3 separate regions of the Mus musculus genome follow, and all the other regions are linked to region 1. The links are chromatin contacts, called in public Hi-C maps. All regions are on one chromosome and are shown on one strand. The core of a region is the stretch at or near the end of the contact, and the rest is flanking DNA. Distances in the headings are between cores, read along the strand shown. Region 1 overlaps Msra (methionine sulfoxide reductase A). Region 2 overlaps Msra (methionine sulfoxide reductase A). Region 3 overlaps Msra (methionine sulfoxide reductase A).

Region 1 (4,379 bases), core at 912-3,411:
CAGAAAGCCATGCAAGCCAGGGGCTCTGTGCTAAGCTGGGGGACAAGCCCCGCCCACTCCCACTTCACATGAAGGGCTGCATTCTGTGGATCCTGGAGTCTGTGCTCTGAGCTCTGGGCCAGGAACCTGGACATTCAAGTCAGAGGAGGACATGGCCTATGGGCCTGTGTGGGGCCATCATAGTCCTCTGTGACCTAGTTTATGTCTTGGTGGCATCTGCTTCCACAGACAAGAAACACGTCAACACAAATCGGGGAAGGAGAGCGGAGCTATTTGGGGCAGGAGACAGATTAGGAAACAGACATGGCTCCCTGTGGAGTGCAGCCTTGCCTTTTTCCCTTTTGGATTTCAGCTGTGTTCTCAGTCTATTTTATTGCCAGTTGCCCTGAAGTGTTCAAACATACGGCATTAGAAGCTCACTCTGAGAGCTGAGTTCGGAGCAGCGAGCCTGCCCATTGATGAGGGCACTGGCCAGGCTACAGTTGAGATGAGCCGGACCCTCAAATCTGCCAGTCAGCAGATCTCACCTCTATGCTCAGTGCCGCTCACTGCTTCAAGCTCTCCCTACTCAGCCCTCTTAACTAGGAGGGAGATTTGCTGCATTAAGGCCGAGACTGCCTGGGAAGACTGAGGATCAATGTCCAGTCGGACCACACAACACAGAGGAGCCACAGATTTTTTTTTTTGGTAGGCAAGCAATTGTTGAGGGTTTACTATATGCCAGACTCTAGGCAAAGACTTTCAAGTGTTAATATCTGTCTCATAGCAGCCACCAGTGAAAAGTTTTACTGTCCCCAACCATATAAAAACTGTATGTGAGATCATGTGTCTGATGTACGTGTGTGGCCTGATGCCTGGATACCACACTGCCCAGATTCTAGTACCAGCACTCACCCATTTTCTGCCCCACTCATTGGAGACACCAAAGTGGAATTTAGTGGCTGACACAAAGGAGGGCTGAGATTTGAGAGGCTCAGTCACGAGGATGGATACAGGCATCTGTAAGACTCTGCCACAGTCCCCCCAGTCACCTCTGGGGTCTTTTGTTCCTGGGCTGCGGGCAATTGGGGCCTTGTGGCAATATGTTTTTGTGGTTCAGGGATGACCCTATATTGTCATGGTCTATTGCTTTTCTAGGCCTTTGCCCTAACTGCCCTTCAAAGGAGTCTGTGAACACCCGGTTCTCTCTGCAAACTTCATCTCTGAAACACCTTGAAAGCTCTCTGCTCCATGGTGGAACCCCGGCTAGCTCACCATCTGGTAGCAGAGTTTTCAGGGAAAGGGAACCTCAGGAGGATGAGGACTTGGGCCAGAATCTGCTGGCATGGCTCCATCAGTCGGAGCAACCTCACTACACAAAGGGTGGGCATGTCCTGGGAGTGCCGCAGTAACCGGGGCCATCCAATCATCACCAGCACCTGAAGGTGCAGCTCTGGGACACGGGGTGGTGGTATGGATGGAATGCTGCGCTAAAGAGCAGCTCCATGCCATGAAAGTACATACTATCTGCTTCAGGTGGCAGGGAGCTTGCAGAAAGAAAAAGTCAGGTCAGCATTTGACATTCTTGATCCAGGACAAGGAAAGGAGATGAGAGCTCTGTGATCACAATGGCTCTGCCTCCTGTGGCTGGGTCTACGTACTCGAGACAAAGGCCGAAGTGAGTGGCATTCACACCTTCCTGGTCTCTGCCCAGAGGTGCACACACCTTTGCCCTCAGACAGCACTCTTGTTCTAGGGGCATCTGCTTAAAGGGTGCTGCCCTCCCTTGAACCTGTCTATGTGGGCCTCACGCTCTGGGAAGGGGACTCCTGTTTTAACCTCAGCTATACTGCCACCCGAGGGCCGAGGGGGTAAGTAAGTCCTCTGCTTCCTTTTTCCCTTCCCAGGTCACCCAGGTGTCTATCCTTTGGGAAGGTGGACAGGGCCTGGCTCCTCCTCCTATGTGGCCCACCCATATCCTCTCTTTCACAAATGATAGTCCTTGTATGGGTGAGAGGCAACCCCAGACTTGGGACCTTCCAGAAGCTCCTCGAGGCTGGAATGTGGGTAGAGGCCTCTCTGAACCCTCCTTTCCTCAGAGGCTGCCCTTTCCACCCAGGGAACAACTGGGCAGTGCTAGGGAGCAGGGGAGGCAGCAGAGCTGGGATTCATGCAGTACCAGTCTTGGCCACAAGATGGCAGAAACTTCACTCATAAAACCTCTTTGGAAGCCATAGGAAACTCATGAGATAGACTTTTTCCTTTTTTCTTTTCTTGAACCCCACCCAGCCTAGGAGACTGGCTCTTCTTTCAGGCCCTACTAGCCACCCCTTGGCACTGAAATGGGTTCTGGGAAGGAAGACTGATGAGGTTGGCTCAGATCTGCCAGGCATAAGGTTCCTGTGCTGGACAGACCCCTGTTTCTGACTCGCAGGCAGGCAGCCCCAGCCTGGTTCACCAGGTGCCTCTTCCTTGGCCACAGGCCTCTGCCAGGACCAGTCCTTCCGGAGGAGAGTGCCGGCTGGCTGGACCATTCCCTTCCCACCTCCCATCTTGCTGACTTCAAAACAGTGTCTCAGAATCTCAAGAGTTCAAGGGTTTGTGTCTTTGTTTTTTTTTCTCTCTCTCTCCTCTCTCTCTTTCTCCCCTCCTCCCTCTTCCCATGCTTTCTCTTCTACTTTCCTCTCTCCCTCTACCTCCACTTTCTCCTCTCCCCCATCTCTGTATCTCTTTCCCTCTCCTCTCCTCTCCTCTCCTCTCCTCTCCTCTCCTCTCCTCTCCCTCCTCCTTCTTCCTCTCTCTCTCTCTCTCTCCTCCCCTCCCCTCCCCCTCTCATCACCTCTCTCTACCTTCCTTCCCTCCCCTCCCCTCCCCCCTCTCATCACCTCTCTCTACCTTCCTTCCCTCCCCTTCCCTCCCCCCTCTCATCACCTCTCTCTACCTTCCTTCCCTCCCCTCCCCTCCCCCTCTCATCACCTCTCTCTACCTTCCTTCCCTCCCCTCCCCTCCCCCTCTCATCACCTCTCTCTACCTTCCTTCCCTCCCCTCCCCTCCCCCCTCTCATCACCTCTCTCTACCTTCCTTCCCTCCCCTTCCCTCCCCCCTCTCATCACCTCTCTCTACCTTCCTTCCCTCCCCTTCCCTCCCCCCTCTCATCACCTCTCTCTACCTTCCTTCCCTCCCCTTCCCTCCTCTCCTCCTTTTCCAGTATTGGTTTTTTTTTTAACGTATGCATAAATGTATGGGGAAGGATATCACTTTAAGAACCCAGGTTGGGGTGACACTTGGCTCTGGAGATTTCTAGGTCCCCTAAAAGAAGGAATCAGCCCTACTTTTGTTCCAACCCTCTCTTTCCTTTCCCTGACGTGACCCAGGGCGCCTCGCAGGCCTTCCTTCTTTTGCAGATCCCACTGAGGAAGCTTCTTTCTGTCCAGTGGGCACTGCGCCAGGCTCACTGCTCTCCTGGGAAGGCATTAGCAGGCACAGGAAGTGTGCACCCTGCCAAGTCTGCCCCCACCCCTCACCCTCCTGAAGGAGTCCCTGCTGACCCTCCATATATGCCCCTCTTTTGTGTCTGAAGAGATCCTATGAGCAAGCAACTGTGGGGTAGAGAGCGGCCTTCCTCCAGAGCCCAGTGACCTCAGGCCCAGACAGATGGCCTCAGCCCAGCCGCACCTGTGAACACCACAGATGTAAGGAAGTGTCCAGCAGGGGCACAGTGGGCCCATCTGACCTTCAAGGCCTGCCTGGGGAAATCCATTCTTTTAATAAAATTAACAAATAAATATGCCATTCCGCTTACTGCAAATGCTCTAATAAGTTCGTCGTTAGTCACCGACATCCCCCAAGTGCCCAGCAGACCTGGTGCACGGCATGGAAACCGCATGCTCCTCCATCCCTGGGAAAGTGGGCCAGGGACCCCTCAGCTCAGGCCAGGTGGAGCGGCAGCAGGGCCAGCGAGAAACATGTCTGGCCCCAGAGCCAACTCTGACCCTGGTCCTGATCACAATCTGAGAAGCTTATGAAGAGAAGCGGACACATTAGCAATAAGGAAACTCACCATGAAAGGGGGGGTACCTATAATTCAAATTTCCTCACCCTTCTGTTATTGAAAGTAACATTAATTTTATTCCAAACCCCATCTCTACCCACCAAAAGAATTTAGGCTTAAGTGTTAGATCTTTATTTATGTCCTTATTTGTAAAATGTATCTGTGTATTTAATCAATGTTCACTTAAACATGTTAATGGCATGGAATCAGTTTTCTATAACAGAAGTTAAACTTGGGATCCACAGGAGCCACAGAAAACTGGGGTCTGACTTCTAGGAGGCTGGCTTCTCTTGCCTTAGGGGGAAAGGTCCAGCAGGACCAGGGAGGAGTGGAGGTCGATTCTTCAGAC
Region 2 (4,379 bases), core at 1,217-3,716, 250 kb after region 1:
GAAAGCCTAACTAAGACTGGGTGCGACTGAATGCAGTAGAAACCATCCACTGTAAATCTCAGGTAGAGTTGGCAGATTACTCAGTGTTTTATCCTGCACCCACGACTGAGAGAAGCTCCTGGCCTCAAAGAAATAACCATTAGCACTAAGGATTTAATTTTAAACTTCTGTCTTCCAAAATTATAGTTCTGAACCAAACCCTGAGACCCCATTACAGTCTCCCGATTCCAGCATCCCGCAAAGGAGACAGCAAGAGCCAGCAGGTGGCTCCCAGCAGTCTTCCTGTCCTGAGTGGTGCCGTCATCACACACACACACACACACACTGAGAGAACCCAGGGCTGCTCTTGAAGTTGTCCTTCATAGCCCTGCTCTCTGACTACATCTCCCCTGGCACCTACCTCATCACTTGAACTCCCTGGGTCAGAAGAGGGGTGACCTGCTCTCCCCCTACTGCCCCCACAGATAATCAGGCCTCACTCCATCCACAAGATCAAAATAAAACAAATGAGGCCACAGAACTAAATTCTCAGCTTGACAAATGGGTAGGGGGAGAAATGGCCAGAATACAAAGTGAGTTACTGAAAGAAAGACTTGGATGGAGGAACTTAACAACTGTTTTTTTAATTTGTGTGAAAAAGTCATTAGTCCTGGAGATCAGTAAGATCATCTGAGTGTCTAGAAGGTAAAGGAAATATCTGGTTTCTTTGGTCTTGTTCTAGAATTCATTTTAAAATATTTTCCCAACATCTATAAAAATGTTAAAAAAAAAAAACTTCTTTTTTTTTACATTTATTTTATGTGCTCATGTGCACCTGTGCGTGTGTGTCTGTGTGTATGCACATGAGGCTGTCAGAAGATGACTTAAGGAAGTCAATTCTCCCGTACCATGTGGGTCCGAGGCCAAACTCAGGTCATTAGGCTTGGCAACAATGCACCTTTACCCACTAACCTATCTTGCCAGGCCCCCAAAAACCTATCTTATAGTTGTCTTGCATAAATATCTTTGATAGGAAAAGCCAGTTTAATAAAGGGAACATTGCTAGCTTTAAGTGATGTAGAGTGCCAAAGGTCATCTCATTTTGATCTCACAATAGTCCTGTGAGGAGGAACACAGGCTGGACCATCGAATTGTTAAGACTTAAAACTAAGGCCGTTTGCCTGTAACCTGTGATGGGCTGGTGCTGACCACAGCACTGCTGAAGAAGGCAGGGCACCTCTTCCCATACAAACAGGAACGAAACCAGTGTGACACACCCTGAGGCAGTGTGCTCCAAACATCAGTCAGGCCGCCCCTGAGAGTTCTCCCAGCTGCCCTACTGTTCGTACATTCTATACATAAATGTGACAGGGCACATAGTATAAGGACAAACGTGTTCTCTGTATTGTGAAAAGGAGTCAGCACATACAAGATATAGTGTATTAACACATACACACACACAGAGTTGGTGGTTTGTTTCTTCTGAGTTAATGTGCTCCCAATCCAGATGCCTCCGGAGCAGTACAAGGTTGCCTCTGTTTCAAGAAGTGTGTAAACCCCAACACATACAGGATGAGGGAAGGGTGCCAGGGATGGCAACAAGAGAGGCTCAAACACCCCAAGTTTCAGAAACATGGCTGACACCTGAGCAGGTGTCTGGGGGCAAGCCTGAGCCCCAGAATAAGGGACTGGCTTGGCCCCCTCCTGTCTTAGTTAGGGTTTCTATCTATTTTATCTGTATTTCATACTGTTATAAAACACCATGACCAAATGCAGCTTGGGAAAGGGAGGATTTACTTCAGCTATGACGCTTGGGCCAGACTCCATCTCTGAGGAAAGCCAGGGCAGGAACCTGGAGGCAGGAACTGAAGCAAAGGCAGTGGAGGAAAACTGCTTACTAGCTTGCTCCTCAAGGCTGCTCAGTCTACTTCCTTATGCCATCCTGAACCACCTGCCCAGGGTGGCACCACCCACTGTGAATGGGGAGCCTCCTACCTCAATTATCAATTTGGAAACTACTTGCCTGCAGGCCAGTCTTATGAAGGCATTTTCTCAGTTGAGGTTCCTTCTTCCCATATATGTCAATGTTGTGTCAAGTTGACAAAAACCCACCAGCACACCACCTCCTGTTTAATCTGCTAGCTGGAAATGAGATGCAAGGCAGAGTTTAAATATGTTAATCTGCTTTCCCAGATTGCAGGCTCTCTGAATAAAGAGCAATTTTAAAGACTCAATTCCTGTCTCGGCTCATTGGCATTTTCAAGTAGCAGAAAGCAAGGAGATCGGGTGTTCCTGTTACAAATGTTCAGCATTTATTTCCCAAGAGAAGCCCTGACCACCACCCCAGTGGTTAGGAAGCCAGAGCTCTGTTCACAGAGAAGGTGGGTACTTAACAGCATGGCAAGAGCCAGAGGGTGAGGAGGAGTGCTGTGTAGCTGGCTTCTGGAGCTGACAGGGCCACTGCACTCTTGAGCTCACTGCAGCTGTGACTGCCTGCCCAAGGCTGAGCACATCAACATTCCAAGGAAGATGAGGGAGGAGCTTATGAGGTCCCAGCCCTAGCTGAAGAACTCCTGGAAGTTAATGGTTGCTAGGGAACTGGGAGGGAGGGGTGTCTTTTTTCTTCAGTGGTGTAGACACTGCTAAGTTGCCTATTCTCCAGGAAATACCACCACCACCCCATCTATGCTCATGCAAGTAACCCTACTTAGTGGGTCATTTAAAAATTATGTGTGTATGTGTATATATATATATATATGTATGTATGTATATGTATTTATATGTGTATGTATGTATATGTATATATGTATATGTATGTATATATGTAATTCTATATAGCATAAAAAAGCATTATACACATGCATAAAATGGCTATGAAGTAGAGAAGTAGGATCCCCCTCATCTATTTATGAACCCCATCCCAGTATTTCAAAAAATGGAGCCTTTTTCTGAAAGCACTTTCCCTTTCCAGCTTGTGAGGTATATGAGCAGCACTCAAAGGAAATAGAGACTCAGTCCTGCCCATCAGCACTCAACCTGACTAGGCTCAAGTCCAAGGTCAGCCAGGGTAGCTAGGTGGCCATCATAGCAGCCCATGGCAGAGCCCCTAGGGAAGTCATCATGGAACTGTCAAATTCACAGACACAGGTACCCAAATCAGGGCTTCTGGTGACAGGGGACATGCTCATTCTCCCAAGCCCACCAAAGCCACGGCTCACCCTTGGAACTTTGCATAACAGCCCCAGCATAACTGGGGAAAGCTCTTGGGGTCAGGGGTCTATGCATGTTCTGGGTCAGCAAGGTAAGTTCTCAGAAGCGACAGAGAGACTGGGTCATATTCATTTCTCTGGCACATGAAGCCCCAGATCCTCCAGGTAGTACAGCCTTGCACACTAGTGAGCCTGGACCAGGAGCAGTGGCGGGCCTCTCTTCCACAGCCTGCCCTGTGCTGCTCATTGCTCTGTACCATTTACTATTTGCGGTACTGTGCCAGAAACTGGAGAGTCGTAGCCAAGATGGCCCCATGCCTGTGCCTCCTGGGCTTTGTGCCCTTTTGGTACTCTCTCTTCCTACACCAGGTTTGTACTCTGTGACCAACAGCATCCATCAGAAGGGGAGGTTATGTCGCTCTGACTTAGATCACAGCAACACTAACCCACTCAATCACTCACTCCAGAGTCACTCACTTGGGGAAAAAAAAAAGACACTCTTCCTTTCTTCTGAATAGGGAGGCCAGGTGAGACAGTAGGTGACATCTGAGCCAAGTGAGGGAGTTAGTGAGAAAAGGGGTACCCCCTGGTCATTTTGAACAACCCTGGTCTCTGTTTCCTGCCCCTTTTCTAGTTGGGGTCAAAACCACTCTGGTACCTCTCCACTGAACTATACATGTCCTCTTCTGGGTGGACTGTTGTGCCCATAAGTCCAACAGACGCCAAACTACAGATGCCAGTTCCCTGCACTGACTCCCCATCCCTCCAGGAATGCACCCTGAAAACCCACTGTTCCCTCAGACCTCTGCCAGGCTGTACCACGCACTAGCTAGCTCTAGTTCTTGCTGGCTCTTCCCTCACATGTACTAGTTGAGGGACAGTTGGTCTCTCTGCTGGTAACTCAAAACAAGCCCTGCTGGCCTCCCACATCCTGTGAACAAGTTTCTGGGTTATGGTTTTGTTTTGTTTGAGGATGGGTCTCTTTTGGCAGCCTAGACTAAACTCGAGCCTGCAGTCACCCAACCTCGGCCTTCCTGAGATGACAAGAGAGGCTGGTGGGAAGTTCTCAGAAGGCAATCATCTCCCCACTGCAACTTCAAGCTTCTAGTGGCTTTCCAGGAGAAACACAGATCTTCTAGCAAGAATGTCCAGGCTAAGAACCACACTGCTTGCCTATATCTTCTACCACTG
Region 3 (4,379 bases), core at 927-3,426, 200 kb after region 1:
TAGGGAAGGAGAGTGAACAGTCTCTAGCTAAGCAGGCCCATGGAGTCCTGTCTGCTTTGGCCATTCTGTTTTTACAGTTTGGGGACACAGCAATTGGGTAAAGGTTAACAACAACAGCAACAAGAACTAAGTTATGACGTTCTAAGATAGAAGGTTATATAATCATTTCAAAGGATTATCATATGTGTTTTTTCTATGGCCTCAGGAAGTGAAAGGAATAGGGATGAGAGAACAGGCTACAAGAGCCGTGCTCGGTAAGGAAAAGACAAAGACAGATAAATGACAACAGGACAACGGCTGCTGCCATGTGCTAGGTTGTGGGGGGTTTTAGTCAACTAAAAATAAAAGGGAAAAATTTTAAATTAGTATTTTAAAAAATAATCAAATTGTTTTCTTCTGGGCTCAATCTGGTATAGAGCTCCAGAGAAGGCAGCAGGTTTCTCTGTATGACAGTCACCAGCAGGCCAGTGTGCTGCCCGCCCCTCCTGTCAGGACTCACCAAGCCCTTCCCGTCGATGATCCAGTCACCGTGAACTCAGTCTTGCCCTGAGGGACAAGAGCTCAGCTGCTCAGGGACTTGCAATGGAGGCAGCTGTGTGGCCAGGCTATTTGTTTCTGTCTGATGGAGGCCGAGACATTGCTCCGGACTGGAGCAGGGCTGATGAGTTCATTAGTTCAGAAACTGAAGAGGCAGACGTGTGCAGGAAGGATGAGGAAGGTTGACACGGGGGGTGGGGAGCAGATCGGCCCTGGCATGCATGGCGCAGCGGAGGAACCCATCCTCTAGCCAAGCAAACTGGGAAGCTTATGGGTTGCTGGTTCTCTGCCAGGCTCTGTGCTTCATGTCAGTGACACAAGAGAAAGATGAAGTGTCTTCCCTGTCATCACCCTTCATCAGTTCGCGCAGCCATCCCCCTCCTCAGGACTGCTGGTCATATCCATGAGCCCCAGCTCTTGCACCAGGGCAGGCTGGTGCTCTTAAAGCTCCCTGCTCTGCTGCAGCCCCCAGGGCACCCGAGCTCCCGGGCTCACCACATCACCCCAAGAAATGCATTTCATCATCATCCCTTTCAGCTAGAGCATTTCATGTTGGGGATACTTTTAATAATCACCACACTGAAGCACTGCAGCTGACTTCTGCACTTGGGAGTGCACACGTTGTAGGATGGAAATTTCCTGACTTCATGAAATCTCTCCCCATTAACACAAGTAATTCCTAATGACTATCAAAATCAGATCGCCTTGGAGTAGGGGAGATAGTTTAGTTAGGAAAGCACCTGCCCTCCAAGCACAAGGCTCTGAGTTCAAATGGTCAGCATTTATATAAAGAAGCAAGCAAGCATGGTTGCACTCATCGGTAACACCAGTGCTGAGGAGGGGGGACAGGAAATCCTTGGAACACAATGGCCAGCCAGTCTAGTCAATCAGTGAATGGCAGGTTCTCTGACAGAGTCTGTCTCAAATGGCAATGTGGAAACCAATAGAAGAACATACCTATGTCATCATCTAGCCTCTACATGCACATGTGTGTGGCACATGTGCACACATGCTGCAAACTCACAGGCACCCACATATCCAATATTACATACATTGAAAAACAGATAATCTTGAGAGTATAAACTGCATTTAAAATTAAGCTACCTTATGGATTAAGATCTGTGTTTCAGCCAAAGGATTCAGTGAGATCCTTGTAAATGGAACAGTTGAAAATGCCAGCATACAGGAGTAAGTCAAGACCAGTCCCTTCCATACTAACATGTCTCAGTGTTTTATGACTTCTAAAGCACAATGTAGATTTTAATATGCATGGTAAACAGAAAAATCATACTTCTAATATTGTTTTGAAAAATATTTGTCTTCTAAGAGTGGTAGGGTCTGGGCTTTGCTGGTTCACATTGCTTTATGGCCCTGGTATATGGCTGATGCAAAGCTATTCACTTTCTCCCTGATAGTTGTTAGAGAGATCAGTTTGGGCATATTAAAATAACAGCTTCACAGCACAGTCGAGTCCTTGGAATGTAATTAAGGTGCATAGACCTCAGAGGCATCTTCTCCGCCAATCACCAGCCATATTATTTCCTGGGAGCCTAACCCAGCGCTTCCTGTGCACACTGAAGTCAGCTGCCACTAACGGTTGCACACAGCACTGTGCAGAGCAGGCAGTTCACAGTTCACTGACAGCCCAGAGCACTCTGCTGATCTTTTCTTTCTTCTCTGTGAACCTGTCAGCAGCCCAAGCAGGTAGCTACACTCTCGCTTGATGGCACATGGGTTGCATGGAGGTGGCACATGATGCTGTCAGCTGTCAGTCAGCAGCTGAGCAGGAGTGGCCGGGCGACTCCCCGCTCCCACCCCTTCCTCTCTGACAGTGATAAATGGTCAGCCTGGTACTCAGCTAAGCCAGAGGGGCCCAGTCTTCCCCATGCAATCTGTTCCGGCGGATAGCCCCTTCCCTACAGCGTCTCTGGCAGTATCAGGCAGCATTATACTTAGGTCTGGGCCGGAGAGGACCTCGTTGGCTCTGTGGCTGCTACTCTCCCATAGAAAAGGAATTTTGGCATGATTTTGTGCACAGACTATAGCGGTACAAACCTCATAGTAAACTCATCTGTGTTCATTCTCCTTTCACACAGGGAATAAAGCAGACACAACTAAAACAATGTGATTTTAAGAAAGACAAATTGTGGTGGTCTGAACTCAGTAGTGGCTTTGTACAGGATGGCCTCTGTTAAATGAAGAGGCACCGGGCTTCTGAAGTCATTGTCTGTTTCAGGAGATCATAAAGGAAGAAAAGACTCTAAGAATAAAGAGGTGGGACACTGGCAAGGTTCAGCACAGACTGGATCTGCAAGATAAGATACTGTTCCTTTGCTTATGGATAAGTATTAAATGCAGGGTTCATATAGAAAAAAGAGCATCAGCGGCATTCTGTTATAGAAAAAAAAAACAAAACAACCCTGTGAGATAAGAAGGCACCCTCATATGGAACAAGGGAGGGGAAGTATAGGAGAGTATGTATGACACACTGAGGTTTGCTTAAAAAACACACAACACACATGCACACGTGTGGGTGTACACACACACACACACACACACACGTATATGCACGCATGCATACACATGTACACGTGCAACAAACCATCCTATTAGTTTGGGGCTCTGTTCTTGGTGATATATTTCCTTTTTGGAAATACAAATACCAAACATTTCAACTGTTCACAGTTATCACCATGGTAAACACCATGTAGCCCTGGAGCCTGTTCCTAAGCTGAAAGCTGTTGAACTACTCGGGGCTCACAGACTGTACCCAGCCTTGTGACAAAGTCCCCAGATGACCCCCTTCTGAATCACAAAAGCAATTCTGCAAACAACTTTGAAACGGCAAGGGGTTGAGAACACCCTAAGAGACCTCAAGAAAAGAGGGGTGCTGTGTTTCCCCTTGAAAACTGTTGTGTGGCCTCCAGAGCATGTTTAAAAGAAGGAAATATTTTTAAAACACCAATCTCTCCAAATTCAAGACAGGACTTGGAGATGATTAAAAGCAAAACTGGAAATGTCTCTGGGTTTCTCTCTCTTTTATTTTAGGGGAGAACAGAGGGAGAACACGGTGCCTGTTTGAATTACTTCTCTGCCTGGCTACCTCTCCAATTTTCATCTTTTCCGTTTTTGTCATCACTGTTATTTTCCTCCACATCGTGGGGACACACTTCCTGGAAGTCTGGTGATTTTTAAAATTGGTTTGAACATTTCATACTTCCATCAAAAAATAAGTTTTATGATGAAGCTGTCAACTGAACAATATGTCAATATTTTTTTTTTTTTAAATCCAGGCCCTCAGGATGGCTCAGCAGGTAAGAGTGCTTGCTGGGCAAGTCTGGCACCCGGAGATCAATCCCTAGAACCTTTGTAAATGGGAGGGAGAGAACCAAATCCACAAAGTTGTCCTCTGATCTCTACATGAGTACCACGGAACAGGCACCCACAAGTCTTTCTCTCCCAAGTCCCAACATAGACAGACAGACAGATATACACATATATATATATACATACACACACACACATATACAGAGACAAAAATACACACAGTAATACACACACATACACGGAGAGAGAGAGACAAACACACACACAAACATATACATACAAGCAGAGAGAGAGAGAGAGAGAGAGAGAGAGAGAGAGACCACTTAAAATCAACTCTTCGTGGAGTTGTTCTGAAGATGGTGTCTAAGGACCTGGCCTTCTGAGATAATGGTGCATTCAAGGCTAATTAAGGGAAGTTGGATAATTCAGGCAGTATCCACATTGAGAAACATGATGAACAGAAATCTCCAACCCTGGCTTTAGAAGTGACACAGAAAGGCCTTCTGTGATTATTT

What was found. Hi-C and Micro-C count contacts between places; a contact is called where the count stands out from the background.
Region 2: a Hi-C map of cerebral cortex shows a contact between it and region 1, with 2.0 times the contacts expected there. The contact joins two enhancer-like sites. A contact is called at or near these places in 2 of 39 promoter capture datasets (hippocampal neurons and liver), 2 of 484 Hi-C or Micro-C datasets (cerebral cortex and frontal cortex) and 1 of 115 datasets of contacts at active chromatin or transcription factors (SST interneurons).
Region 3: a contact with region 1 is called in a Hi-C map of cerebellum, with 2.3 times the contacts expected there. The contact joins two enhancer-like sites. A contact is called at or near these places in 2 of 39 promoter capture datasets (hippocampal neurons and liver), 4 of 484 Hi-C or Micro-C datasets (cerebellum, cerebral cortex, cortical neurons and 1 more) and 1 of 115 datasets of contacts at active chromatin or transcription factors (bone marrow-derived macrophages).

The regions. Positions count from the first base shown.
Region 1 is chr14:64,123,845-64,128,223 of GRCm38.p6, forward strand. All of the region lies in intron 5 of Msra (methionine sulfoxide reductase A), which reads right to left. It overlaps 9630015K15Rik (RIKEN cDNA 9630015K15 gene), which reads left to right. Exons shown (of 4, transcript NR_167725.1): 2 at 1,736-1,850; 3 at 2,414-2,576; 4 at 3,560-3,787. Among named protein-coding and RNA genes, the nearest start is that of 9630015K15Rik, 9.7 kb to the left of the region's middle. Within about 2 kb of position 2,162, at least 51 of the 459 cell types and tissues checked have an H3K27ac peak or open chromatin away from gene starts, as enhancers often do. A contact at or near this core is called in SST interneurons, cerebellum, cerebral cortex and 1 more, where this site is marked.
Region 2 is chr14:64,371,150-64,375,528 of GRCm38.p6, forward strand. All of the region lies in intron 1 of Msra (methionine sulfoxide reductase A), which reads right to left. Among named protein-coding and RNA genes, the nearest start is that of Gm52130, 33 kb to the right of the region's middle. Within about 2 kb of position 2,467, at least 40 of the 459 cell types and tissues checked have an H3K27ac peak or open chromatin away from gene starts, as enhancers often do. A contact at or near this core is called in SST interneurons and cerebral cortex, where this site is marked.
Region 3 is chr14:64,321,580-64,325,958 of GRCm38.p6, forward strand. All of the region lies in intron 1 of Msra (methionine sulfoxide reductase A), which reads right to left. Among named protein-coding and RNA genes, the nearest start is that of Gm52131, 10 kb to the left of the region's middle. Within about 2 kb of position 2,177, at least 84 of the 459 cell types and tissues checked have an H3K27ac peak or open chromatin away from gene starts, as enhancers often do. A contact at or near this core is called in cerebellum and cortical neurons, where this site is marked.